Regions from separate parts of the Zea mays genome. Here region 2 is linked to region 1. Evidence: chromatin contacts called from public Hi-C data. All regions are on one chromosome and are shown on one strand. The core of a region is the stretch at or near the end of the contact, and the rest is flanking DNA. Distances in the headings are between cores, read along the strand shown.

Evidence for each region. Hi-C and Micro-C count contacts between places; a contact is called where the count stands out from the background.
Region 2: a Hi-C map of ear shows a contact between it and region 1, with 2.8 times the contacts expected there. The contact joins the promoter of LOC103629182 here to the promoter of LOC100285889 in region 1. A contact is called at or near these places in 6 of 25 Hi-C or Micro-C datasets (bundle sheath, ear, leaf and 2 more) and 1 of 3 datasets of contacts at active chromatin or transcription factors (leaf).

The regions. Positions count from the first base shown.
Region 1 is chr6:34,863,265-34,869,409 of Zm-B73-REFERENCE-NAM-5.0, reverse strand. LOC100285889 reads left to right here and starts at 3,159. Exons shown (of 5, transcript NM_001158779.2): 1 at 3,159-3,605; 2 at 4,245-4,468; 3 at 4,576-4,765; 4 at 5,177-5,568; 5 at 5,756-6,145. The coding sequence starts at 3,485. LOC100281724 reads left to right here. Exons shown (of 1, transcript NM_001154644.2): 1 at 1-640. The coding sequence ends at 482.
Region 2 is chr6:35,113,665-35,119,809 of Zm-B73-REFERENCE-NAM-5.0, reverse strand. It overlaps LOC103629182 (wall-associated receptor kinase 2), which reads left to right and starts at 3,771. Exons shown (of 3, transcript XM_008650354.3): 1 at 3,771-4,696; 2 at 6,030-6,145. The coding sequence starts at 3,805.

The sequences.
Region 1 (6,145 bases), core at 1,910-4,409:
AGGTGGCGTGCGGGCGGCGGCCGATCGGCGCCACCCCTGAGGGCGTCGGCGGGTGCTGCAGCAACCTGGTGGAGTGGGTGTGGAGCCTGCACGCGGAGGCCCGGATTCTGGGCGCCGTGGACCCGCGGCTGGGCGGGGAGTTCGAGGAGGGCGAGGCCCGGCGCGCCCTGCTGGTGGGGCTGGCGTGCTCCAGCCCGGAGCCGGCGCTGCGGCCCGGGATGCGCGCCGTGGTGCAGGTGCTGGGCGGCGAGGCGGACCCGCCGTTCGTGCCGGCGGCGCGGCCGTCCATGAGCCTCGGCAGCGCCAACCAGCAGCTGCTGCTGAGCCTGCAGGACAGCGTGTCGGACTACCACGCCATGCTGGGGCTCCCGCTGTCGGACTCGTCGTCGTCCGGCTCGCTCAGCTCGTCCTCGCTCACCAGCACGCTGCGCAGGGGCGGCCACGACATCCGGGTCAGCAGCACCGCCGGCGAAGCCAGGTGACTGCCTGAGCCTGACCGGGGGGGTATTGAGTACATAGGATTGTTTGTTTAGTAGCAGCAATGCAGTCCAGATCACATCATCAAAGCCAGCCTCCATTCGTTACATTATTACACACATTTGTCTCGATAATAATACAGAGCTCGCATGATTCCTTCGATTAGCTCAGAGCTCAGATCAGCCAATTGTCCTCTTCCTCGAACCGCAGGAGGATCAGAGATTCAAAAACGCCAGCTTTTCCCCTCCCGGCCCCACCCACTATCTTTTTGTTGGTAGACCTTTGCGGAGGTGAGCACGGAGATAATCCCACGGCACGGGTGAGAAGAGAAGATTATTCTCTCCGGTGCAGAGAGAAAGATGCCTTTCTCTGTTCTGTTCATCCCGTGAGTGAGACGTCACAAGGTGTCGAGCTGTACCAAAGGAAAGGAAAGGATAGCTTGCGCCGGTACGCGATCCTGTGCTTGCGGAGGGAAGGAAAGCATCCTCTTCTCCTTCTCATCTCTCTGCTAGCGCCTAGTGCTGCGGCGCGCTGCTTTGACATCCATGGCGTGGTCAGGCACCGACCGGAAGTCGTCGCGCGGAGGCCGGCGCCGCCTTTACTCCACGTCTACCATTACAACTGTGCTACTAGAAAAAGAGGAGGAGGAGGAGGAAGAAGAGGTGGCGGCCACTAGTGAGTAGTGACGCTCGTACGGCGTGGCACCAACTGATGCTGCTACCATTACAAATGATGCGAGTCTACTCTAGGCTACTCGCCTCGTGCTACACTGCTACAGCAGCGACGACCTGCGGTCAAAAAAGGCGTTATCATTCGATTCACGCGTTTTTTCTTTCTTGTGAAGCCGTCGTTGTTCTCGATTTCTGGTAGTTGCAGGAAGAGAAGCGAGAGCGAGTGAGGGACCACGGTTGTCTGTAAAGAATCTCCAGTCGATTGAGCGAGCGAGCGAAGAGGAGGGTGTGGTGTGATCTGGGCGGCGGCTCCAGTGCACGACGGCACAAATCAGGCCCCCTTTGGAACACAGGAATGTGAAAACATAGGTATAGGAAAAACAAAGGATTAGAGTTGGCTATGAATTGCAATCCTATATGAATTGGGAATGCACGAAAATTTCTCACCTGGCATTTGGATGCTGTGCAGGAATTTGAATAGAGAGATAAGAGTCATAGGAAAGTTTCCAAGAGGTTGGACCTCTTGTTATTTTCCTCCAAAATTTGTATGGAGGAAAGCAATCCATAGGAATTTCAAAGGATTTGATAGGATTGAATCCTGTGTTCCAAAGACTCACACAGGAATTTTTCTTGTAGGGAAGGAATCCTTCAAAAATCCTTCATATTTCCTTTGTTCCAAAGGAGCCCTCAAGGCCATGGGTTGATCACTTCCAAACGCTGTGACCGGCCACGAATGAATGCTACCAGTACCCTGCACCCCCTACCCACCCACAGTTTCACTTGGATGGCCAGTCGGACACACTCACTCACACACGTAGTACAGCCCCCGCGTATGCTTGTACTCCTGGAACAATGGCGATAACCTGGCATAACATGGCAGGTAAGGTAGGCAAGCAAACCACGGCCCACGGCCGCGCTTATGGATTGGTGGATCGTGGATGGACGCACGGGGTTCCATCCAGGGACGACGGCGCCGGCCAGCGAGAGTTTTCGGCGTATTTATTTGCTTGGCTGGCATGCAAAGATTCCTCGCTCCACTTCCCAAACCTGGGGAGCACGAGCACCCGATCTCAGTCAGCCTCGCCACTTCTACTAGGAGCGTTTAGCCAGATGGAATGCGGAATGAAGTCAAAAGGTATGCAAGGATGGCGACAGATCTACTAGTGGCGCACATAGTGTGAGCAAGAGGGAGAGGAAAGAACCATACATAGTAGACATGAAGGATTGCAGCAAAGAAGCGAGGTATTAGGTTGTTAAGGCTGTTTGTATCTAGATGACACGGTGTAACTCCGAGGACGCGAAAAATTACACTTGAAGGAAGTTTAGAATCCAGGTAACGCCCACACAGGAGAGGACCTGGAAAGCCTACGGCACCTCAGGACCAGATGACACCTCTGGACAAATTAATTAAGGACCCTGTCCGTGCAATTTTACCTTTTTCCCCCCTACTCAGATGAGATCTATATCAAGTACTAACAGATCTCACACTTGTACTGTACATGGGGATTGGACGCATGGCCAATGACCAGCCAGTATTCGCAGCCGCATCACAGCCTGAAAAGGCCCTTTGTCCAGCCTCTCTCCCTCACGTGTCCTGCAGGCCTGGATCAGAGGTTCAGAAAGGACCATCAGGTCCTGCAACCATAACGTACTCCAGCCAGACGATAGATAGACACACAGTCCATGTTCCTTGAGCCTGTCGAAAACAGTTTGTTTTTCTTTTACCTGCCACGATTCAAGTCCTGCTGCTTCAACCAAGTAGGTACCCCGTACCCACATAATAACGTCTCATTGTCTGAACTTATCAAGCGCAACTCAACTGGCAGCTAGAGTGGTGGGGGGAAAAAAACAACAACGTGTTCCGAGAAACAATTCACATCCAGCGGTGTTCTGTTCCTAGATAAAGAGTTGGAAGGCATCATCACATCCAGCGCGTTAGCTGGGGGGGGGGGGGGGGGGGGGGGGGGGGACACAAGATCCTGGAAGACGCACGGAGCTTCTACTAAGTTTAGGACCCCTATTCTTGGCTCAGCAAATCCTCTCCTCGGCGCAAAGGCATGGAGCGAATGCTCATCCCACCTGACCACATTTTCCCCCACAGAGATCACATTTACCGCGCACAAAGCACCAACAACGATCCACAGCCTGTTTGCGAGATCTTTAGCACAAGGAGGGAGGCAGGCATATAGACTCCCACCCGTGCTCTCATTGTCAGCACAACGAGGCCTGCGGATCGGTCTGTGCGTTCTAGAGAGAGGGGACGAGGTTTACCCACTGCGAGAGCGGAGAGGGGCAGAGAAGAGATCCAAGGTTCTGGTACGTACAGCTGGGAGAAGATGAGCTGCTTCGGATGCTTCAAGCCCGACAAGAAGGTGCCACCCAGGAGGACGGAATCCAGGGAGGTCACGGTCGTCAACAAGGCCCCCAGCCAGAACGAAGCGCCTCCCAGGGAATCTGGTAAGGACCAAAAGACAAATCTTGCAACGAAAAATAAGGAATTAGCATGTTTTTGCACTGTTTCAAACTGATCGCGTAAAAAAATGATTGTTGGGACTGGGAGAGATGTCGGCAAACAAAACAAACAATTAGGAAACAGATTAAATACGACGCACAAGTATAAAGATCCAAATTCTGCAATCTCCCAATACGTCCTGTTCTGCTGCACATCAATCTTATAGCAGGATATACATGTGGTTAAACAATCTATATATACTGTACCAGGGTCAGTGGTTTCCTGAGAGATGCTTTTAGACCTGATGAAAACGCCGACCATTCAGTTGTATCTTGTTTAAGGGACGAAACCAAACCCCCTGTGTCACTGCATATATTCCTCTGAACCGAATCCATGTAGCAATCATGCTGTGCACTATCTGTTTCCCTGCCAGTGTCACATGTATTTTGGTGCTATACATACTGCTGCAATTCATGTCTAGTTCTTAACTGTTATGGATGAAAATGGATTTCAGTGATATATATAGCATACGCATATACATACTCTTCAAATTTGTTCAGCAAATGGCAGGAATAGTCAACAACCGAAGGAGCAGAAAAATAGAGATTTATGTCTAATGCAGTTTACCACCTCACCTTTTGCAGGGTCCATCAGGCCACCACCAGTTGCTTCGAAGCACAAGCACAGGCCATCATCTGAAACAGCAGCAAGCATCGAACCTCCTAAAGGAAGTTGTTCTGTTGCCAAAACCGCAAAAGCATTCACGTTCCGTGAGCTAGCCACGGCCACGAAAAACTTCCGCTCTGACTGCCTTCTCGGAGAAGGGGGATTCGGCAGGGTATACAAGGGCAGGCTTGAAAACGGACAGGTACACACCACACAGAAAAAAAACATTCAAACGTTCTACGTATACACAAGCTTGCTAATTCATCTACAGTCATTAGTGGCTGACTTGTTTCCGGTTTGCGTGAACAGCTTGTTGCTGTCAAGCAACTAGACCTGAATGGGTATCAAGGCAACAGAGAGTTCCTAGTTGAGGTCCTGATGCTCAGCCTATTGCACCATCCAAACCTAGTCAATTTGGTGGGCTATTGTGCAGATGGAGATCAAAGGCTTCTGGTTTATGAGTACATGGCACTTGGCTCACTTGCAGATCACCTGCTTGGTAAGTGCTAGACTTTTGTCTTCACTAACACATTCAGATATATATCAGTGTTACATAACTTTATAATATGGTGAACAAGACACTACTAGAGATATGTATAGTCTATAGATATGTTTGTATCTTACTTGTACGCCAAGTTATATCTTGGTTATATATATATGAAAGTCACCCCTCCCGAAAGGGACTTTCTGTACAGTTGTTTAGTGACTTTAGGTCCAGTCCTTGCGTCCAGTTCCCTCCTGTTGTGACTGCAGGTAGGTATTAGAGATATAATAGTCTATAGATATATTTGTATCTTGTACTCCAGATTGTATCCTGGCTATATATATGAAAGTCACCCCTCTCTAATGGGTGTGAGGTGTTTCCTAATCTACAGACAACTAAATGTTAAAATTTGAACTGCCATTGCAGATAGCACTCCTGATCAAGTGCCACTGAGTTGGTATCTCAGGATGAAGATAGCTTATGGAACTGCAAAAGGGCTTGAATACCTCCATGAGAAGGCGAACCCACCTGTCATTTACCGGGATCTCAAGTCCCCCAACATCCTTCTCGATGAGAAGTACAACCCTAAGCTCTCAGATTTTGGGCTCGCAAAGCTTGGCCCAGTTGAGGGAAAGACACACATCTCCACTCGGGTGATGGGAACGTATGGGTACTGCGCTCCGGAATACATAAGAACAGGCCAGCTAACTGTCAAGACCGACGTGTACAGTTTTGGGGTTTTCCTACTGGAGTTGATCACAGGAAGAAGAGCAGTGGATACCTCCAGGCCAGCAAGTGAACAGATCCTGGTTAACTGGGTACGCACTTCTATTTTATTACTCTGCATATACACTCAACTTGCTTGCCTATATCGTAATTAATTATGTAATATAACTGACAACTGCAATGGAACACATGGAAATAAATAGTAAAGCATCGTTACGAAATTAGCCAAAGAATATTTCTGGCACAAGGTTTTCTGACAAATTCATGTATGATCAACAGGTCAAGCCCATGCTGAGAGACAGGAAGAGATACAATGAGCTAGTAGACCCTCATCTTAGAGGTGAGTACCCAGAAAAAGACTTGAGCCAGGCTGTGGGTGTGGCAGCAATGTGCCTACAAGAGGAAGCCTCAGTCCGGCCTTACATGAGTGATGCTGTTGTGGCACTGGGATTCCTTGCAGAAATGCCTGCTGGCTATAAACACAAATCTGGACCCATACTCCAAATGAAACAAGTTGGAGATCCCTCACGAACTGGTAGCACTAAGCAAGATAAGGATGCGTACAATCGTCAAAAAGCTGTAGCTGAGGCCATTGAGTGGGGCTCACTGAGGCAGAAACAGAAGGCTCAAAATCCAGAAAAGAAAGCTCTAAGTCAAGGTATATCCCCT
Region 2 (6,145 bases), core at 2,522-5,021, 250 kb before region 1:
GGCTATTGAGGTTTCGATAAATTTGTAGCAACTAGCACAAGCCCAAGGGATACACGTCCCGGTGCCCCCACCACCACCTCAAGTTCATTATCCTTGGTCTTCACCTCCACCTACACCTACATCATCATTTACTTGTTGTTAGTTATATTAAGATGTAACTCAGCAAATATCATTTGTACATGTATATTAGACCCCTCCAGCTACCTTGCCGACACATGAACGAGAAGACGGGTTAGACTTTGTCGAAACGCTCTTCGCTAGTGGAGGTATCGACCATCACTCGTCACTGTAACCCAACGGTGATCGACGACCGTGAGCTTCCATGTTATTGTGTTCTGATACTTGAGACTTTTATTATGACTATGTATGAGATATTGTCTCTTATTAGTACTGGATGAGATGTCTTATTATGACTATGGATGAGACTTTTCTGATGTAATTGATGAGACTATGGATTTAAATATTGTTATGTGATTGTGTGTGAGATGTTTTATCTGAAAATATGTTGTGTTATATATCTGTTGACATATTTGTTATGTTGTGGAATGTGGTGTAAAATAAAAATAAACAACATTTGTAATGCTGGTCAAATTAACTTCCTAGAGGCTTATTGGGTCGTAGGAAGTTATCCAGCTAACTTCCTAGGGGCTACAGTCAACCGTAGAAAGTTAGTCGTAGGAAGTTAGTCAGAGAGGCTTCTTTGGCTGTAGGAAGTTAGCTAACTTCCTAGAGGGCTCTAGGAAGTTAAGCTAACTTCCGACAAAAAATTTCCGAGAGCCAAACTTCCGACGGGATGGCTTAACTTCCGAGAGTTTAGCTAACTTCCTAGAGTTTAGGGCTAACTTCCTAGGGTTTAGGCTCTAGGAAGTTCACTATTTTGGTGTAGTGACGCCAGCGACATCCAAGCGGAGCACGTGGGCAAGTGAGGCCGGCTAGCGGGCCCCGCATGTCGACGCTGCGGTGGGGAGTGGGCAGCGTAGCGTGAGTGTGTACGTGGCGCAAGTGGCCGGACCAACAGAAGTTAAATGCTTTTATCTTTACTAGGTGAGTGCCCGTGCATTGCAACGGAAACATATAATAACATAATAACTTATATATAAAATGTATCTTATATTGTTATAAGAAAATGTTTCATAATCCATTTGTAATCCTAGCCATACATAAATTTTGTTATTTTAATTTAGTTGTTTCATTACTACATTGCAACCATCAGTATCATGCAGACTTCGATATATGCCACGATTTGCATGGTCTCATCATTGAAGAGCACGTGCCACACTTGTCGGTAGAAGTTCCCTCGTACATTGTCAGTCATCAGGTACGCACCATCATACACGCTTGCTTAAACAAAAAAGGCAAGTGTATGTGTTTGCGAAGAGAATTAAAGGCAGGTCAGCCAAAAGCTACCCCGACGATGGCGAGTGGTCATTGCTGTCGGTCCTCCTCTACATCACCTCTTAAGCCAAGATGACGCCATAGTCCTTGATATAGTAGTCGTCGAACGTGCACGACATGGCGAGTACCGATGACTCTTGGCTGGGCTGTCAAACGAAGTGCACCCTGGGCTCATCAGCAAGGTAGTACACCTAGCCGTTGCACCACCGGATGTGCTACTCCTCTACATACATCTTGTTCGAGGACACTCATACAACGTCAGCAACGGTCGTCGTCCCAGCGCACAAGAATTCATGGCTGGTCAGTAGTGACTTACGTGGCAGGTTGAGCTTCCGGTGGATGATGAGCTGGATGACGTGATGGCGCCGTTGTCAGATGCGGTGCCTAGAACAACCCGAGAGTCGCCGTTGTTGGCGACGACCATGAGGTCCCCCTGTTTGAAGATGGACAGCGCGGTGCAGCCGCTCTAGACCACGTCCAAGCGGCGGCTGCGCTGGAGCTTGCCGAACACAGCGATGCATGCGGACACGTAGTACTGCTTCGAGAGGTCGAACTGGCAGTCGCCAAGCTTCTTCTCGTCGTCGATGAGCAACGCCAACGCGAGCGCCTCCTGCCAGTGGTGTTTGTTCGGGGATTCCAAGTAAGAAACATGGATTCATCTTTGGCATGGGTTTATGAAAATCACTCACAAGTCAGATCTAAGAAAAAATATTACGTAGAATAAATGTCACACATATAAAAAAGGAATTTAAGTTGAAAACATTATTCAAACAAAAGAAATTGCATGCAAGGCTCTTCTTTAAATACTACTTTCTCTATTCAAAAATATAATTCAGGAATCTCGTTGATAATTATCTACTACTACACATTGTGCAAGGGTAGCAGGTGGGCTTTGAGAGAGATGTAGTAGATATTTTTACTGTAACAGATATTGACATAAACACACATGTGGTGTAGTGGTAGCTACGAGCACATTTGCTTGAGGGGTTGCAAGTTCAAATCCATTGGAGCCACATTTGTGTTTTTTAATTTAATTTTAGCTAGGCATGGGATGCACGTGGGAATGGGAATGTGGTTTGCGGGGAGGGGGGAATGAGAAAGACAGTGCGGTGAGGGGGAAATGAGAATGACAGAACACGGAATGGCAACTGGGAAACATGGAATGGCTTTGCAGGGAGGGAGGAATGGGAATGACAGAACACGGAATGACAGCCTACCCCTTACCGCCTTAATAAGTAGTAGAGATTATTTCTGTTTTTTGTATCCCTTGTATTTATCTTCTATTTATTTTCTTTTCTTATTTTCTGTTTTTAAATAATTTTTTTAGAGTTTTCAGATTCAGTTTGAATTTATATTTTTTTATGACTTTGTCAAATTAGATACATCAATACAAAATTACCAGCATAGTGGACATTTGTTGTGTTTGTTTAATTGTTAATTGCTTTAGTCAAGCCCATAATTGTTGTTATGCACAAAAATAAAATGAAATCACATAAACCCTATACTGAAAGAATTATTTTATTCCACTATATTTTGGGTATTACACTCTTGTCCATTTGTTCATATGAGGAAACTGGGAGAGCCATTTTTTAGTGAAGCATTTGGGATCTGATAATCGTGATATTAGAGAACTTATAGTGCACAGAGAGTAGCAAGTATGTATTCACCTTCGTCATTAGGCTTGATTATGTCAAGTGATAGTTTGTGCTTGCTATTCTTGGTGATCGACATTACTTAGATGGTCTAGTGTCGATTGGATGCTTGGTGATCACTTTATGAAGATTGTGAGTGGCCCAACTCATGGTGTAAACGATCGTGGATGATTCACCATGCCGTAGTGATGAATAACCAATTCATAGAGAGCACTTGATGCTTGCACGGATCAAGAGGGAACCAAACCCTTGCGTGGATTTTCTAATAAAGACTAGTGAGTAGTGCTCACTCTATGATATCTTGGAAAAACATCGCCGTGTTTCTAACACTTTATTTCCTTTGATTATTTACTTTTGTGCAAATTATTTTTCATATTCATATTATTAGAATTGACATACTAGGATAGAGTTGAAATTTAGGTGCAAAAAATAGACTATTTGGTAGAATTATTACCTTTTAGTCATTTAATCCTTTCCTATTCTATCTAGGAGTATGGATCGTTGTTCTATCGTAGCGATTTTATGTTTAGATTAAAAAATGTAACTTGTATATGTAGAATTGTATTAGATTTTTTTTTGCAAAATCTCCTAATAAACTTTACAAAGTCAAATGTTGTGATTGTGACATGTACTGATAGGGAGGGAGTAGTTGGCAAGGGTTGCAGTTGCAGCTCTAGCCACTCGCTACTTAAACGCAGTGAGTGCTACCTCCTAGTCGATCACCGGTAGTCGAGAAGTAGCGAACCATAGAATAGTAATGTCGACGGCTTTGACCATACTGCCATTGCTGCTGGTGGTAGCAGCGGCTTTCACGATCAAGGCTTGCGCTGCAGCTCTCGAGGCTCTCCCAGGCTGCCAGGACAGCTGCGGCGGCACTGCCATCCGATACCCGTTCGGCATCGGCGCCGGTTGCTACCGCCCGGGTTTCGAGATCATCTGCGATGGCGGCACGCCGGTGCTTTTCGGCACCACGAGGGCGGTCCCGTTGAGCAACCTCTCCATCAGCACGGCGGAGGCGCTCGTGATGTTGCCCGTCGCCTGGCAGTGCTACAACTCCTCGGACCAGGTGTATGACGTCGACTACGGCGACGTGCAGTTCAACAAGGCCGGCGTGTACCGCATCTCCAACGCCCGGAACCAGGTCGTCGTCGTCGGCTGCAACTCCCTGGGCTACACCGAGAGCCAGCGGAGTGAAGGCAGCGACTACTCCTACGCCTACTACACCGGCTGCATGTGCTTCTGCAACAACTCTGCGAGCGCCGTGGACGGCGTCTGCTCCGGCGTCGGGTGCTGCCATGTCGACTTCCCGTCCGGCCTCACCAACAACAACATGAACTTCAGATCGTACACCCATAAGAATAGGCTGGACTTCAGCCCTTGCGACTACGCCTTCTTCGTAGACAAGAACTACACCTTTCACACCACAGACCTCAAGATGGATCGCAACAGGACGATGCCGGTGTGGCTGGACTGGGCCATCAGGGACAACCAGACCCAGACGTGCGAGGAGGCCAAGAAGGGGCAGGGGCACAACTATGCCTGTGTCAGCTCCAACAGTGACTGTTACAACTCTACCAATGGACCTGGCTACGTCTGCAACTGTAGCATGGGCTACGATGGCAATCCATATGTTACCAATGGATGTACTGGTAAGTGCATGCCCAAACACAGCTACATACTTTATAATCCAATTCACCCATTCCAAATTATCAAACACTATAGTTTTGTTAAATATGTATCTAGTGTATAATCTAAGTACATAGTAAAAATACTAGCTACCTTCGATCTCGAATATTCGTCGTCCGCTAGTTTATTTTTGAACTAAAATAAATGGCGACAAATATAATAAAATGGAACGGAGAGAGTATACATTAAAAAATTTAAAATATCTTATAATTTTAAACAATGGTAGTAGTAGTATAAAGTAGAGTAACAAAAATACTCTATTTAAAAAGACAATATATATGTTGGTTACCATCTAGCTATTAGGTCAAAAGGTTGAAGCCAATTCAAATGAAGTTATCAACATACCTAGAAGTTAATATTAATTCTTCTTAAAAAAGGAAGAAGTTTTGCTATGCAACATATATATCGTAAATTCTTGAGGGTCAATCTTGCTTATATATATCGCCACATAGTAGAAGATAAACACATCTTATGTCATGAAATTCTTATCAAAGGTAAAGTCAACTGTGTGTGGAGCTATTTTGCAAAGTCTATTTTAATGGAATAAAAGTATTCAGACCTCCCACAATCGTTCATTACAACCCAAAAGTCACTTAGAACATGTACAACCTGAGCCCTTGGATCGGTCTTTCAAGTACAAGAGATACCTAAAAGATCACTATCTAATCCAGCAGGCCACTCCCAGTATTTTTCAAAGTCTATCATAAGTTGTATACATCTACTCCTGCAACAACCAGTAGACTATTAGTGGAACCCTATATATATTAAGCCTAAGTATAACATCACCAAAGTTGGTTGCCAGGGGCGAAGCTACCTTGTACTTGTTGTGTATAGGGGTGCACATGCATCCCTAAAAACTGCAAAAAAATAGTGACTGATTAGAATTTCACCATATATATACTCCCTCCAAATCTAAATTATAAGTCGTTCAAACATGTAAAACTTTGTCTACAAATAATTGTTTTGTTACTTAATTAATTTTAAAACCTAATAATCATATGCACCTATCTGTTTTAAAAATTACTTCTACATAAATATAAATATATTAAAAGTTTATTTATATTTATAAAATATTGGTCAAAAACTGTATTTTGGAGATCGTGTCGTTATATTAAACGACTTATGATTTAGATCTATAAGGACAGAAGGAGTATACATCGCCTATGAGACACGTCTATACAACTACGTACATTAAAGTACACCTCCTCTAATTTACTCTAGCTTCGTCACTATTAATTATTATGTATATATGTACCTAATGGATCGGAGACAAATAATAGTTGATGAATCATACAGATATCAATGAGTGCGAACGCCCGGGATACCCATGTTTCGGCAATTGCCGGAACACGGAAGGTTCATATGAATGCACATGCCCTAGTGGTACCCACAGTGGTGATCCTTTCAAAGAA